Regions from separate parts of the Sus scrofa genome. Here all the other regions are linked to region 2. A link is a contact called in public Hi-C and promoter capture Hi-C data. All regions are on one chromosome and are shown on one strand. Each heading gives the region's core, a stretch centred on a gene start, on an enhancer-like site or on the middle of the called end of the contact. The rest is flanking DNA. Distances are from core to core; before and after follow the strand shown. Region 1 holds the start of CEP135 (centrosomal protein of 135 kDa). Region 2 holds the start of AASDH (acyl-CoA synthetase family member 4). Region 3 holds the start of LOC100626988 (nitric oxide-associated protein 1).

What was found. Promoter capture Hi-C pulls out the DNA fragments that hold promoters and counts their contacts. Hi-C and Micro-C count contacts between places; a contact is called where the count stands out from the background.
Region 1: a promoter capture Hi-C map of fetal liver shows a contact between it and region 2, with 5 times the contacts expected there. The contact joins the promoter of CEP135 here to the promoter of AASDH in region 2. A contact is called at or near these places in 2 of 5 promoter capture datasets (fetal liver and fetal skeletal muscle), 1 of 47 Hi-C or Micro-C datasets (embryonic fibroblasts) and 1 of 2 datasets of contacts at active chromatin or transcription factors (alveolar macrophages).
Region 3: a contact with region 2 is called in a Hi-C map of liver, with 8 times the contacts expected there. The contact joins the promoter of LOC100626988 here to the promoter of AASDH in region 2. A contact is called at or near these places in 3 of 47 Hi-C or Micro-C datasets (heart right ventricle and liver) and 1 of 2 datasets of contacts at active chromatin or transcription factors (alveolar macrophages).

The regions. Positions count from the first base shown.
Region 1 is chr8:55,249,481-55,252,180 of Sscrofa11.1, forward strand. CEP135 (centrosomal protein of 135 kDa) reads left to right here and starts at 1,422. Exons shown (of 26, transcript XM_021101350.1): 1 at 1,422-1,670.
Region 2 is chr8:55,644,241-55,646,940 of Sscrofa11.1, forward strand. AASDH (acyl-CoA synthetase family member 4) reads right to left here and starts at 1,281. Exons shown (of 15, transcript XM_021101363.1): 1 at 174-1,281. The coding sequence starts at 182.
Region 3 is chr8:56,082,621-56,085,320 of Sscrofa11.1, forward strand. It overlaps LOC100626988 (nitric oxide-associated protein 1), which reads right to left and starts at 1,262. Exons shown (of 4, transcript XM_013978717.2): 1 at 1,013-1,262; 2 at 513-1,010; 3 at 1-510. The coding sequence starts at 1,262. The coding sequence ends at 128. The region is part of intron 1 of LOC100621006 (RE1-silencing transcription factor-like); the gene reads left to right.

The DNA of each region.
Region 1 (2,700 bases), core at 172-2,671, 390 kb before region 2:
GCATTAGATTTCCTCACTGTTTAGGGTTTGCAAGCTCATTGTCAGTGCAAAGTTTTTTCTTTTCCCTTTGCATCTGGCTCCCCCTCCTTCGGCTTATCAGTTTTGATGGTGGTCCCATCAGGTCTGCTCCACAATCAGGGCTCCTGTCTCAGGGTGATGTGGGGGACCTAGAGAGCCCAGATGAGGCTTGGTTTCTTTTTCTTTCTGCCTCCTCAGCCCACCCTCTCGCTCAAAGCCAGGACCTGAGTGCTGAGCAGCAATAATTCTGTGTGCCAGAGGAACCAGGGCCCTGACCTCAGGCCTTGCGGCCCAGCAGTGCGCCTGCACTGGTCTTCCGTGACATCTGGAGCAAAACTGGACTGCAACTTCAGTGTCCCACTCATCTTTTAAATTTCTTTGATTTTAGTTTTTGTATTTTCTAATGGCTATGTGTTTGGGACAAAGGGAAGCCAAAGAGTCTTCTGGACTGGGTGACTGTTGCATAGTCATTTGCTATGATATTTATTTATGGCTCCCTATTTTCAAAAAAGATATTTGTTGCTAGGCAACAAAAAAGTCTTTAACTGTACGTGTTCAAGACTACAAAAGCCATCCACGGAGCCTCATTGCCTCCTAGAAATTCCATAAAACAGCTTATTGAAGGATGTGGGAAGAGGGACAGGGCTCCCTGCGGAAACGGTTAAAGCGATATATGAATGCGTACAAAGTTATTCACGGCCCACAGAGCAATTAGGTGAGATATATATACACAAGGATTAAGTGCATCTTCAAAATGGATGCCCTGCTTGGGAGAAGAGTAAACAGGAGGCGATGAACGCCTCTCTGATCATCTAGAAGTTTCCACGCGACAAATGGAATTCCAATATCCGACCATGCATTTTCTCAATGTGAACAGGTTCTCTATAGCCAGTTGATTTACATTTGATTCCATTCTCGAATGTTTCTTGCGGTTGGTGCTAGAGAAACAGCTGAGTGAAATAAACTGACTCCAGGAATGCGCAGTAGGGGGCGGCAGAGGTAAACATACAAAGACAATGACGTTTGACAGAGGAGCTCTAACTCAAGAACTCAAACGCAATGATGTTATGCTCATCATAACGGGATGAGTATAATATTGGGATCTGGACATCTGTAAGAGGCCGGGGGTGCGGGAGCAAAGTTAGTTAACTGCGTTGGGTGGTTGTCAGGGAAAGTTGCACAGACAACCGGGTACTTCGGCTGAGTTCACGTGGGGAGCAGGCGTCCCCGGAGGGTGAAGGCTAACCGGCTGCAGGGACCAGGGCTGCACAGGCTCTAACCCAGCGCCCCGAAGGTCAAGGAAGTTCAAGGCAACGACAGGCGCAGCCTGGACGACGGCCGCCGCGGTGGTTCCGGCTCCCGCCGCCAGAAGGCGCCGCAGCGCCGCACCTTCCAGGCCCGTTCGTTTCCGGGCCTGGGCCCGGCGCCGCCATCAGAATCGGGCGCGTCCCCGCCGCGCGCGGCGACCCGTCTTCCGCTCCCGTTACCGAGGCAACCGCTGCGCCTACTCCGCGCCGGTCGCGATAGTCCGTCCGTGCCATTTTCAAACTGTCCCAGCGCCGGAGCCGGTGTCCGCGGCGGCGGAAGCCAGCGAGCGAGGCAGGCGCAGGGGATGCGACCGCGAGCGGAGGGAGCGGCAGCCGGGGCGGCGGGTGAGCACGGACCGGGCGGGCGGCGCGGTGGGGGAGGAAGTGGGGCCCGGGCGGGGACTCTGGCGCCGCGGCCGCCCGCTGGCGGGAGCCGTGCGGGGAGCGGGTTCGGGCTGCGGACCTGGCTCCGCCGCTGCGCTCGCGGCAGCCTCCACCGGCCCCGCGCAGCCGCTGCTGCTGGCCGGTTGCTCGAGGTGGGAGCGCCCTCTTCCCAGCTGGTCCCTCGGCGCTTGGTAAACGCAGACAGGCCCGAGCGCAGGCCGAGCCTTGGCGGCGACCTCCGCCCGTTTGCGGCTCTCAGGGAAGGACCCGGTTCGGTTCGGGCCTGGGCGTAGACACGTCCCGGGCCTCTGGGAAAACGCGCCGCGCTGGCTCCGGGTGGTGGTGAGCGCGCGTGGAGCGCCGAGCCTCCGCGCCTGTTGTCCTGCAGGGAGCTGAGTACAGACGCTCCTGGAGCGGGGGTGGGGAACGTTGGTACCAGCTTTTTGTCCTTCTTGGAAGGATTTTAATCTTTCATCTCTCTTGTGTGTTGATGAGTGTTTTGATTCGTACTCCTGCTTCTCTATCTTAGAAGGATGTGAGCAGGTAGTATTTCTGGGTAACCAAAGTCGGTGCCAGACAAGGAGAAATGTTTGGATGGCGAGGTCCTGCTGGTTCTGGGTTTTTTTATTTTTATTCTCTTGCTTTTTAGGGCCGCACCCCTTGAATGTGGAAGTTCCCAGGCTAGGCGTCAAATTGGAGCCACAGCTGCCTGTCTGCACCACAGCCACAGCAATGCAGGATCCAATCCCTGTCTGTGACGTGCACCACAGCTCAGGCAACGATGGATCCTTTTTTTTGTCTTTTTGCCTTTTCTAGGGCCACTTGCTGCGGCATATGGAGGTTCCCAGGCTAGGGGTTCAATCGGAGCTGTATTCGCCAGCCTACGCCAGAGCCACAGAAACGCAGGATCCCAGCCGCATCTGCGATCTACACCACAGCTCAGGGCAACACTGGATCCTTAACCCACTGAGCAAGGTCAGGGATTGAACCC
Region 2 (2,700 bases), core at 31-2,530:
AGTTAACTGTCCACACAAAGACCACTAAAATTACTTGACAGCAAAGAAAAGGACAAGACTCTAAAATGAGTAAAATTACTTTAGAAAATGCCATTTTCATGACAAATTCCAACATTCCCCACAAATATCTACACAATTAAGATTTTTTTTTTTTTTTTTTTTTAGGGCCACACCTGTGTCATATGGAAGTTCCCAACCTAGGGGACACCACAGCCACAGCAAAGCAGGATCCCAGCAGCGTCTCTGACCTTCACCACAGCTCAGGGGCAACGCTGGATCCTTAACCCACTGAGCCAGGCCAGGCATCAGAACCATGTCCTCATGGATACTGTCTGGTTCATTACCCCTGAGCTACAACGGGAACTCCACAATTAAGATTTTTTAATTGCTAGTTTCCCACTGGATGCTACAGAGAATTAAGGCAACATCTATTCTTGTTGTCTTAAGTTTTTATTTTCATTAACTGAATCATAAATACATTCGCTCCAACAGAGAGTACTATACTTACTGGATGCCCAAACACTGGGACCATATAAGGAAAAAAAAAAGAACAAGCAAAATCTGATAAACAGATTATATGTGTAACAGGATCATTCAGTTTTAGGACAGCTGCTATTTTATTTACATCTGTAGAGGCTGATACTTAGTCATCAGAGGTCTTGGTGACTTTCCTAAATGGTGACTTACCATTTTAAAGATTGATAAATAATCTAAAAGCTTATTTTCCCGTATCCATCGGCTTTTTAATTTAGATTATGCGACTACGTTAACAGCAATGCACTTTATAGCCTCCAACAGATTTTTTTCAATTGCTTTCCAAAACCACGCCAGCAAGACGAGGTAGACATTTCCATGCGAAAGGAGCAGAAGGTCTAAGGCAGCAGACCGAAGAAAGCACAGGGCTCCAGGGCAGCCTGTGCACCACTCCATCCACCAGGCACCACTGATAAACGGCCGAGACCTGTCGGCGGCCCTGAACCTAAGCAAACTTGTGCGCAGCCAGCCCAGGTGCTGCCGCCCCACTCCTCCCTCACACACGTCCGCCTGGACACTGCCTCCCGCGGAAGTCCAGTCTGAAGGCCTAGCGGGGAGAGGTCAGCGGGAAGGGGGTGGCGACGAGGTCCCGACAGCACAGCCCCGACGCCAGTTCACGCACACAGACAAACCAGCGCCCCGGGGGGAAGAGCCGGCCCACCGCGCGGCCCGCAGGGTGCCGCACAGCGCGGGCTCTCGCAACAGCCTTCAGCGTCGCCTCGTGACGTCCTTCCGCGGCGCCTTGCTTACGTCATCGCGAGCGACCCGGGAAGGAAGCGTCGCCCCGCCCCGCCCCGCCTCGCCCCTTCCTGGAAGTGCCGGGCCAACCAGAGAAAAGAGTTGGTGTGGGTGTCGCCAGCTCCTCTCCTTTCAAGTTTCCGCTCTAGTATAGAGGCGTTGAGGGCAGCTTCCAGGGACTTTGGAGCTGACCTGCTTGGAGTTGCACCCTTTTGTGCTTGCCAAGAAACCTCAATTCCGGGCAGCTGCCTCCTCGTTTCTAAAGTGGGGATAAAGCTGTCCCGGGGGGTTGATGTGAAGAGCATTGAAACCAGAGTGAAATACGCAGGGGACTGGACTTCATCACTTGGACAAACAAAAAAAACCCTCCCCACATTGCGGAGACTGTGACTGTAGCAGTGAAGCCCGCAAACGAAGTCCCTAACATTCAGATGAATTTAAATAACAAAATTTCAGCTTTCACTAGGAGCTATTAAAAAGCAGGTTTGAGGGGGAGAGAGTAACTTGAGCCACAGGCCTGAATAAAAATCTATTTTAACGAAGGTGTTGTAATTGGAAGCATGCAAGTTAGTTATTTACAATGTCAAGAGAAATAATAGTAATTTTTCTAAGCTATTGTGCTGGTAGCAGAGAGGAAGCTGAAACTCAGTCCCCCTAAAACCGAGTTCCCTTATTGAGTATGATTAATCTCCTCGGTAACTTTATTCCCTTTCCTGTTCCCTCTGACCTCAATCCTGTAGTAACTGAACACTAGTCAACCAGTCAGATGACAAAGATCACTGTTGTTGATAACATCATTCATATACTAAAATCGCTGTTGTATATATTGTCATCACTAACACACAAACTTAGATTGTTTCTCCAGGGCAAGATGAGCTCACTGACCTGGATCACCTGGCCAGAGACTAAACCTGAGACAAATTGACTCCCAACTCAGCAGTAAGAAATGTGACAGAAATGGTGATTAATCCCATTTTCCTTGTTCTTCCCCCTTTAAAGCACCCCTCGCTTACAAACCAAGACTGGATCTAAGACCTGTCTCCCACTCCCTTGCTTGGCACCCTGCAAACAAACCCCTGCTGTTTTGTAAACACTCTCTGCCAGAGAGTTTGGCTTTGGCATTCTCCTGTGGTGCAGCAGGTTAAGGATCCAGCAGTGGCTTGGGTGGCTGCTGTGGCACTCCTGGCCAGAGAATTTCCACATTCTGGGAACCCAGGAACAACAACAGAGGGTGTGGCTCTCTGCTCTGATGGCACAGGAGCCCTTGCTCAGTTATAAATGATCAGGGTTCCGGCTTTGTTCTGCCTAGAGCACTGCAAAGGCAGCCTGGCTTCCATAATACCTGAAAAGGCACAGGGTTCTCTTCAACACAAGTGTCCTTCAGCATTGGTGGAAGGAGACTGTAGCAGCGGGTCAAGCAAGGAATAC
Region 3 (2,700 bases), core at 12-2,511, 440 kb after region 2:
CGGAGCTACAGCTCCGATTCAACCCCTCGCCTAGGAACTTGCATATACTGCGGGTGCGGCCCTAAAAAAGAGACGGAACTTATATTCTACAATGAAAAATCTGCTAAACCAGCACATTACAAGACAATTAAACAAACCAAAAAACCCTCAAAAAACGCTGGGACATGCTGAAGAAAATGGACTTGCCAGCGTTTGTGGCATCAACCAGGTAGACGTCGCCGCGGTAGCGCCAGGAGCGCTGGAGCGCGGAGATCAACTTTTTGACTCCATAGCCAGTCTTGGCGCTGATGAGCCGCACGTCCTTAAGCACCGCATGGGACCTGGCCGAGTGGTTCGCCTTATCCGCCCGGTCCCGCGGCTGCTTCCGGCCGGGGTGTTGGGACCTCCGGGAGCCAAGAGGCAGGAGACCGACGCGGGGGCAGTCGTCCCACAGCCGCTCCCGGATGCGCTGCCGGTATCCGGGGGCGTCCTGGGGCAGCAGGTCCACCTTGTTCCCCAGCACGATCAGCGCTTGGGGCCCACGAGCGCGGGCACGTTGGGCAGCAGGGCGTCGGGCAGATCAAGCAGGTCCACCTTGTACAGCACCAGCGCGGACTCCAGCCGCCGCAAGCGCAGGGCGCGCCGGTGGTGCACCAGCAGACAGCAGCGCTGGCACACTGTCCGCGCCAGCCCGCCCTTCGCCTGCGCCGCCGCGCGGAGGAACTTCTCGCTGGGCAGGTAGCCGGGCACGCCGGGGTCCTGGCGGTACAGCTCCGCCCCGCATCCCGAACAGTTCAGGCCGCTGGGTGCCACCGTCGGGTCCGGGTGCCCCACGACCGGCTGCGCCCGCTGCACCCGCCGAGCGGCCCGGAGCTTCTGCTGGCGCCGCTCCTCCCGCCGCTGCTGCATCTGTCGTTCGTTCTCTTCTTGCCGCTGCTGCACCTCTCGTAGCTGGTCTTGGCGGGTCGGTGCGGGCTCCGGCTCCGGGATGTACTTGGGGAACAGAAAACTCTCCTCTCTTCGCTGACCCCAGTCTCAGTCTGGCACGGAGGACGCCCACGGCCCAGGCCCCACGAGTGCTGGGATGAGAGGCTGACCACTCATCTCCTATCCAGGAGCGCGTCCCGGAGCCAAAGGCGCGCGGCCGTGGGAGAGGCTCCCTGCAGGAGGCCACACGGCAGCCTAGGAGCAAGGGTGGCAAGGGGCGGACCACCCCTTCGCGCGCGCACTGCGGCCCCAGCTGCGCGGTAAACGAGAAAAAGCCTGGGACGACCAGAGAGTTGTCATTGGTCAGCGTCGCCCTTCGGCTCCTCCTCCCTGGTCTCATCTCGTGAGATCTCGCGATGAAGCCTCTGATGCCGAGAACCCACCTAAAGCGAAGCTAAAGGCTTTGTAGGTGCGGGCTCCGCTGGGTTGGCCAGTTTGGGCAGCCAGTGAAGCTTTGCCTACTTCCGGGCTTCTTCAGCGCGCTGCCGCTGGTACTGTCTGCAGCTCGGAAATCTCATTTCTTCCTGTTTTTTGGCTATGTAACTGGCAAATATATAACACCTAAGGCCGTAAAATTATAACCACAAAGCCTTTTGTGATACATCCACTTGGGTTTTTTTCAGGTGTCATTATTAGTGGAATATTAAAAAAAACTTTATTATCTGGTTCCAAGACTGAGCGTAGCCGTAGTCATGTCTTCTGACCAGAGAAGTCTGAACCCACGATTTGCGCATGTGCAATTCTGGACGTTAGCAAATGCTTCACTCTTCGCGCAGGCGCACACAGTATGCGGCAGCCTCTTGGGCAGTGCAGGCCTGGGACGCAGGCGCAGACCTTAAGCGCCGTCCCCGTGGGCGGTGCTGGCTTGGAGCGCAAGCGCAGACCTTACTAGGCGCCCCCATGGGCGGTGCTGGCTTGGTACGCTAGCGCAGATCTTACGGGGAGTCTTAGTGGGCGGTGCTGGCGTGAGGTACAGGAAGTTTTGGGACCCCCAGACTGGGTTCATTTGTGTGGTGCTCAGGTCGTCGGTGGTCTTTTCTCCCTGTGCTTTTTTGGGTTCGCGTCTTGTGACCCACTTGTGGGTTTGTGTGACGCAGACGAGGGTAGGTGGCCCCTCAGAAACACCGCGGCGACCCGCTCGAGGGGGAAACGTGGGAGCCGGGCGAGTCGAGGGTTTGTGGCCTTCTCACCCGCCCGCCGCGCAGGGTCCCCAGGCGTTCCCCCCTCCGCCTTCCCCGGGCCGGGGACGAACCAGGGATTTGGAAGGTGGACCGGCGGGGAGCGCAGCATTTATGACATTTGTTGTCTCCACTGGCTGCTTCTGGATAAGTGACACCTCCCCGTTTTGGAAGAGCGGCCCCCCATGCGACCAGTACCGGTGTTTGGGGTTCATCTGAAGCAAAGGGCTCCTCGATTTCCCTTAAGGTCAGAGGTAGTGGATTTATTGAATAGTCGAATGTTTGAACGTCAGCTTGTGCCGGGCGATGTGCTAGGCTCTGCAAATACAGCTGGTGCAGAGAATACAGGGTGGGAGGGGGGATTGGGCTTGTTTGGCGTCCTTCACTCTGCTTTCCGCTTAAGTAAATTATCTTGAGAGATGACTTTTACATCTCCGTTTTCCACAAGGTGACACAGTTCTAGGAGGTGGTGTTTGCTTATTGAATAGGGCCAGTATCTTTTTTTTTACATGTATAATTTTTTACATGTAGAATTCCATATTTTCATTTTTTTTTT